2 separate regions of the Pan troglodytes genome follow, and region 1 is linked to region 2. A link is a contact called in public HiChIP or PLAC-seq data. All regions are on one chromosome and are shown on one strand. The core of a region is the stretch at or near the end of the contact, and the rest is flanking DNA. Distances in the headings are between cores, read along the strand shown. Region 1 holds the start of CTNNAL1 (catenin alpha like 1). Region 2 holds the start of EPB41L4B (erythrocyte membrane protein band 4.1 like 4B).

What was found. HiChIP or PLAC-seq counts read pairs in DNA pulled down with a chosen protein or histone mark.
Region 1: a contact with region 2 is called in an H3K4me3 HiChIP or PLAC-seq map of stem cell-derived excitatory neurons, with 2.1 times the contacts expected there. The contact joins the promoter of CTNNAL1 here to the promoter of EPB41L4B in region 2. A contact is called at or near these places in 1 of 7 Hi-C or Micro-C datasets (stem cell-derived neural progenitor cells) and 1 of 1 datasets of contacts at active chromatin or transcription factors (stem cell-derived excitatory neurons).

Annotation. Positions count from the first base shown.
Region 1 is chr11:29,442,350-29,446,003 of NHGRI_mPanTro3-v2.0_pri, reverse strand. CTNNAL1 (catenin alpha like 1) reads right to left here and starts at 2,176. Exons shown (of 20, transcript XR_010148885.1): 1 at 1,902-2,176.
Region 2 is chr11:29,132,260-29,136,002 of NHGRI_mPanTro3-v2.0_pri, reverse strand. EPB41L4B (erythrocyte membrane protein band 4.1 like 4B) reads right to left here and starts at 1,522. Exons shown (of 25, transcript XM_054658372.2): 1 at 621-1,522. The coding sequence starts at 926.

The sequences.
Region 1 (3,654 bases), core at 927-3,426, 310 kb before region 2:
CTTTGGCATTGACCTCTAACTCTCAGCAGTGATTTATACTTTTCTTCTTCTGCTCTCCTACCCTTCTCTGGCTTCTTTTACCCCAGAGTTACACAATGCAGAGCTGTAAGACTGATACATTTTTAGCAGTGGATACTGTGAAAAGTTGCCATTTCTCCAGATTATGACTTTCTAGCTTGTTTTTCCACTGTGTACCATCTTTTTCTCTAGATCTCATTACTGCCTCTAATCTCTAGAGAGGACACAGCATAGTGTAGCAAAGAGAACCTTCTGGAGCCAGGGTGCCTGGATTCAAATCCCAGTTTGGCACTTATTGAAAGCCCTAACAGCAAATTATTTAACCTCACTATTCCTCAGTTTCCTCTCCCATACCACGAGAATATACACCAACTTCACATGATTGTTATGAGAATTAATGAGTTAATATTTACAAAGTGCTTAGAACCTGGCCTACCACATAGTAAGCATTACATAGGTGTTATTTAAAAAATGGATAAAATACTATCAACTTGAACTCCATCACTCTCTTATTTCTCTGCCTCTTAAAACTGCTCCAGTGTTTCTCATTTTGGTTGTGTTGTGCTAGTGGAGATAGGCGAGGAGCGGAGGGTCTGACATTACTGAGGGATCCCAGTGCCCCTTCCCACTGGTCAGAGCCTCAATGAGACACAGGAAAAGGGAGGGAGAGTGTCAGGTATATTCATCACTGCTCTGTTAGCCATGCGAAGGTGAAGAAAATAGGGATGTTTATTTAACCAGCATAACAGGAATCCAGGGACATGTGTGACTGCTGTTTTCAAATATGTGCAGGGCTGGGCAGGAGAAGAGATAATAGCATTTAGAATTCTATGCAACAGCTACAGGCTCCCCTTCACTGAACATGTTTAAGCAGGGTACTGGTGGCCAGGTGTCAAGGATGCTAAAGAAAGAATTTTTAGTCTGATAATCTTTAAGATTTCTTCTACCTCTAAAATCTTGGTAATCCTAGTATGAGTCACGAAGTGGTTACAACCTAGATGTGAGTCACACATCGCCAACGCGCTCCCGAAGGCACAGAATTCACTCCCCACAGTGCTTGGCATCTTACCACAGACCTAAGTGAGGAATTCTAGCCCTGAAGCTGCATATAACCCAGCTCAGAGAAACAAAAACTTTCCTAAAACTCAGGGCGTCGGTTAGCTGATTGGCAAACACAGTAACGCACACATCCCAAATGGGACTTGGCAAAACGGTGTGCATCTGGATTAACTGTCATACAGTCTCCACGTCACTTTTCCACGAGGCCGGACAGAAGCGGGCAGAAGCGAGCAGCAGCAGGTTCAGGGGAAGGGGTAGGGTGGCCGGGATGAATGGGAGGCCAGCGAACTGACCTACGGCGGGGAGGGACAAAGGATCATGGAGCGCACGCTGGGCGGGGAGGCCGGGAGGAATACCCCAGGCGGAGGAGCCGGGCTCGGGACCAGGCTGCGAACTGGTGACAAAGTCGGTTATCGAGGAGGGCCCTAAGTGCCAGCGAGGGGCCCCGCGGGGGCCCTCTCTGCCTCGGGAGCTGGGCTCAACCACTCGCCCCGCGAAGGGGGCATCGCCCGGCCGGGGGCACCCGGGAGCCGCACACCCGAGGCAGGTACTGGGGGCAAAGGCCCAGGCCGGCACCCCCGCCCCGCAGCCTCCCCTGCTGCCGAGTCCACTCAACCCTGCCGCCGGAGTTTGGATTATCCAGTCTCTCGCCGCCCGGGCCGAGGCCCGTCCCGGAGCCCCACACAGGCGGTCCGACAAGAACGCCGCAGTGCCGGCGCGGAAAGTGGGGCAGCGGCTGCCTCCCGTCCGGTCGTGCGAGCGGCGGCCGCCATCGCGGGCCGCGGCGGGAAGGAGAAGAGGGGCCGCGCCAGGCGCCACTTTACCTGAGAAACCAGCGGGAGTAGCGTCTGCTCCACCGAGCGAGTTTTGATCTCCAGTCCCGAGTCGAGGGCGAAGCCCGAAGAGCCGGAGCCGTAGACTGCTCCGGCGCCGCCAACGCCGGCGGGTCCGGGAGAGGCGGCCATGGCCCTCGGTCTATCCCGCAGCCGGGACTCCGCGCCGCGGCGAGCCTGCCGCCAGTCAGCCCACCCGCCCGGGGCGGCGGCGACAGGACACTCGCGCCAACCGAGACCCCGCCCCCAGGGGCCCGCCCCCCTAGGGCTCCGCCCCCAACCCTGCGTCCCCGCCGCCCGTCACCGTATGTCCCCGCCCACCCCCGGCCTCTGCCCCGCCCCCGCGGTCCAGCCTGGTGTGGGCTCCCTGCAACCCCACCCCCTAAGCCGGGTCCCGCCCCCACATGGCCCCGCCCTTCTCTCTTCTCAGACCCCTTCCATGGGTTCCAGGCACCTTCTCGCCAGGGTGGCGAGGAGAAACAAAACACATCTGTCACACAGCCACATGGCCTCCTCTTACTTGGACAGACAACCGTCCCCAGCAAAGCTTCCCGTCCTCTCGATAGGTGACTCGTCCTAAATCAGCTCTGAATTCCCGCAAAGACTTCTGGAAGCTGTGCTGGGGTTGAAACTGGTAGACCAAAACCAGAATCAAGTCTGTTGGGAGGGGCCTTTCCCCTGGGACGGGAATTCCAGCGGTAATGTCTTCCTGGGGCTTCTCCGGAAGGTCCAATTTCCACTCCACCCTGCTCATTCTTTCACCATGTATTTCTCACAAACACTTTGAGCTGGATTGAAGGGGAAACATTTGATAATGCAATCATTAATGGAGTATCTGGGTATTCGGCAGGAAGTCAGTATATCTTTCACACTACTGTTTAGACTTATTCAAAAGAAATTTAAAAGAAACATGAAAAAGCCTCATCTACTGTTCAACACTACTTCTTAAAACTATTTTTCAAAGTTTTTTCCTAGTGCCAGGCACAGAGCAGTTTCTTCATAACTGTTCATTGCATGAAAACACCAAGTGTGTATTTCTGACAACTCACTTGAGGAGAAGGATAAGAATCAGTTCTGTAAGCACAACTCTGAGCTCGCACAGAGCCCCACGATGGGGGCGGGGAGCTGAAGACTCCTATTCTAAGGTCTCCAGGAGCAAGGCCAAAAGGAGGTTGTCCGCAGTATGCACGCCGTGAAGGAATTCCAGACTTAAGCAACAGACTGAGAAGCATGAAAAAATGTTTTGTCAACTACCATATCTGCCAGTGAGAACCTATCAGAGTAAAAAAGAATCTGAGGCTGGCCAGTCCACCCGGACACCTTGGCCTGGATCATTTCTTCTTCCATAACACCAGATTGATGAGCTGGGTACATCAACCTGAGGCATCAGAAAGCTCTTTCCCAAGCACCGTTGAAAGGCGCTTCACGGTGCTTCAACCTGTCGCTTCAGCTTCATCAATCTACCAGTGCTGCACAGCTGTCTTTGGTATTGAAGATAGCCAAGCTTCAGCTTCTTTTTCTTCATTCAAAAAGGACAGGTCCTCAATCCAACTTTTTCTTCCAATTCTTCTCAGCCAACCATCTCACCACTTCCTTACCTATCACAAGGCCACCTTCCCCTGTGCACTGAGGGCCCTTGACCTCTTTAAGGCGCCCAGTGTCCACTTCCTGGACACACCTTCCCTTACGAAGTTGACAGTATCTCCTAAGAATTCAGTGTACACAATGGTGCCGGAGGAAATGG
Region 2 (3,743 bases), core at 273-2,772:
GAGGCTGCGGGGCAGATGGGGCTCAGGGAATGGGAATGGGGTGTATCCAGAAGGGATCAGCAGAGAGCAGAAATGGTCTAACCCCCGCCTCCCAAACTTGGGGCGCCTGCCGAGCAGCAAGCGAGGGGATCTCCTCTCTGCTGTCTCATCAAGGCCTGATGGCGAGTTTGAGGGGGGACAAGCTGGACACCCCGGGACGGCCTCACATTGATTTGAGATTTTCTACCCAATAACCCAGTATCAGGAAGACCCCTGCTGGAAGCTAGGGACGGAAGGGGAGCGCCGGCCACCCACACCAGGGGGGGCGGGGTCTCGGGACTTGGGGACCGTGTGTACTGGGGAGGGGGCGAGGCCCCAAGGACTAGGTGGGCGCCAGAGAAATCACAACCCCGCGGCGCAATGTGCCAAGGAGGGGGCGCGGGCCAAAGGTGGGGCCCCGGAAGAGACCGGGACGGGGTGGCCCAAGAAGAAAAAGGGTTGAGGAGTGCTCGGAGAAGGGGATGGGGGAGGGGATCCCCAGGGAGGTGCAAGGGAAGCGCCCCCGAGGCAAGCACTGGGGGAGGGGGAGCTGCCTCCAGGGGCGCGAGGTGCCAGTGCCCCAGACTGGCCCCGTCACTCACCGGCAGGTCCACGCTCACTTCGGTCCCGTCGAGCAGGAAGACGCGGCAGTAGAGGGTGGCCTTGGCGGCGCCGGCGGCGGAGATGTGCACGGCCGCGCCGCCGGTGAGCAGGGGCCCGCCGCCAGCCGGGAACACGCTGCCCCCGGGCGCGGCGGGCAGCGCCGAGGAGGAGGCGGCGGCGGCCGGGCCCCCCCGTGGCCCCCCATCGCGCTCGTCCCCCAGCCCGGCGGCCCCGCGCCCCGCCGCGCCCCGCGCGTAGCGCTGCATGGAGCGGCGGCCAAAGGTCCGGCGCAGGAACCGCAGCATCCTGGCTGGGGGCGCCCCCTGCCTCCGCCCCCTGCGCTGCCGCTGCCGCTGCGCCGCCGCCCGGGAGCGTCCCGCGACGCCGTCAGTGCCCTCGGCCGCCCGCGCCGCCTCTCGCGGGCTACGGCCCGCGGCTAGCCCGCGCCGAGGCCGAGGCCGCGCTCTAGCCGCCTGCGGGGCGCGCCGGCCCGGCCAGCGCCGGCTGCGAGTGGCCGCAGGCGGGAGGGCGCGCTCGGGGCCGTCCCGCCGCCGCCGCCGCTGCGCGCTCTCCCGGGCCGGCGGCCTGCGCGGGCTGCCGAGGGGCTGCTCCCGACGGGCGGCTGCGGGCTGCCAGGGGGCTGCCGGGGGCGCAGGAGGCGGGCTGCGGGCTGCTCCCGCGCCGCGCGCCGGCCGAGGGCCAGCCGGAGCAGGGCGCCTGCGTGGTCCTGGCGCGCTCGCTCCCACTCGCCGCGTCGCGCCCGGGGCCCGAGGAGGCCCCGCCGAGCGCCCGCTCCCAAGGCGCCTTTTCCTGCGCCCGCAGCCCCCGCCTCCCACCTGGGAGGCTGCACCTCCAGCCGCCGCCGCCGCCGCCGCCGCCGCCGGGACTGCAGCACGCCCTCCTCCCTCGGGGCTGCGCCGGGTAATTGCAAGCCGGGTCTGTGCTGCCCCCTGCCGGCCCGAGCGCCCCCTGCTGCTGTAGGTGTGCTCACGTGTGTACACGTAGGTGAGCACACACGTGTTTCCGGCGCCCAGAGCCCTGGAGGCGCCGAGTGCCCCTTTGCACCGATAGGAAAACAAGGCCGCGTGCCCTCTGGGAAGCGTTGCCCCGGAGACCAGGCAGAATAGCACTAAGTTTTCCCCCATGAAAAAATAGCACTGTTTCCTCTTCTGGAAAAGGAGAGGGGTGGACTAGGTAATCAACAAGGTAATCTACAAGGTCCTTGCTACTTAAGTTCTGTCAATTTAAGATCTCAGAGCTGGAAGGACTTTTTTAGTCATTCCAGTCCAGTGGACTCATTCCACATAAGGAACTTGAGGCCCGGCGAGGAGAGGAAGTATTTTTCCAATATGCTACGCAAGAAAACACCTTTCCTCAAGATCTCAGGTCCAGTATTGACATAAAGGCCTGGATAAATAACAGAGAAGGCTAGTGAAGTTGAAAATTACTGAGAAGCAGAGTAGATCTGAGGCTCTGAGAATGAATAGTGTAGGACACAGTGAGAATATTGGAGAGAGACGGAATTGTTTCTAAGCAGTGGCCCTCCAGTATACAAGTTCAAGGTCCGCTTCGAGTGAAGAGGGTTGACCAGTGCTGCTAAATGAGGAATGTGGAAGAGGATGAAGCTGAAAGGAGGTCAGGCCTCTTGGGAAGAATAACACTACTATTTATCATTCCCTTAATCTTGTGCCAAACACCGTGCTAAGCCCTTTCCATTCATCATCTCAATCCCCACAACAGCCTGGTTAGATAGACGTTCTTATCCCCATTGTACAGAGGAGGAAACTGAAGCTTAGAGAGCTTAAGAGACGGGCTCCAGATTCCATGGTTAAGACCAGCTCTTTCACCCAGCTCCAAAGCTGTTGGCTGCTAACCACTACCTCTGCTGCCAGGCAGAGGTGTGTGCATGACTGGCAGGCAAGTGAAGATGTTTGAGAGGCCTGGAAAACGCAGTGGACACAGCAAAAAAAGACAAAGAGGAAGGAGTGCATTTATGAGGCATTCTAAAACAGACATTTATTAAGGATCAGGCGCTGTCTGAGGTGATTTCATGGATGGAATTTTCATTAGTCCACACTCCAATCTTTCCAGGTATTCTATGTAACCCCCAAGTCACATAGGACTGGAGTTCGGGTCTTAAGAGAAGTAATATCCTTGTCCGAGGTCTCAGAGCTCCTGAGTGGCGGCAGCCAGTACCCTCACTCATTGTCTAATGTTCTTTTTATGATACTATGGAGGTCTCCCATGTGACAGTGTTCTCTGAGAGGGCATCTGTAATCGGCCTTCAGGTACCCAATCTACTCCTCTCCCACCGCTCCACCCCAGACTGTATTTAATAGAATACAGCCACAAGCAGATGTTCAAAGGTAGTCCAATTCTGCTTACTGGTTTCTAAGGATAGTCCATTTCCTACTATATAGCCCAGGAGTGCTGTGGCACACTGACTGATAGCCACCCAAAGATGTCCGCAGACCAATTGCTAGAATCCGTGAATATGTCCCTTTATGTGGCCAAAAAGACTTTGCAGATGTGATTAAGTTAAGGAGTTTGAAGTAGGGCAATTATCTTGTATTAATCCAACGTAATCGCAAGGGTCCTTATAAGAGGGAAGCAGGAGGGTCAGAGTCAGAGAAGGTGTCACAACAATGGCAGCAGAAGTCAGCATAATGGAACCAGGATATAAGGAACCTGGGTAGCTGAAAGAAGCTAGAAAAGATAAGGAACAAATTGACCCCTAGAGATTCCAGAAGGAATGCAGCCTTGATTTTAGCCCATGAAACCTCCAGAATTGTAAAATAATACATTTGTGTTGTTCTAAACCACTAAGTTTGTGGTAACTTATTCCAGCAGCAACAGGAAACTAATATGAGTGCACTATTAATAATATGGCTGGGTGTGGTGGCTCACACCCGTAATCCCAGCACTGTGGGAGGCCGAGGTGGGAGGATCACTTGAGCCCAGGAGTTCGAGAGCAGCCTGGGCAACAAGGTGAAACCCTATCTCTACCAAAAAAAAAAAAAAATTAATTAGCCACACGTGGTGGCACATGCCTGTGTTTCCAGCTGCTTGGGAGGCTGAGGCAGGAGGATTGATTGTGCACAGAAGTTTGAAGTTGCAGTGCA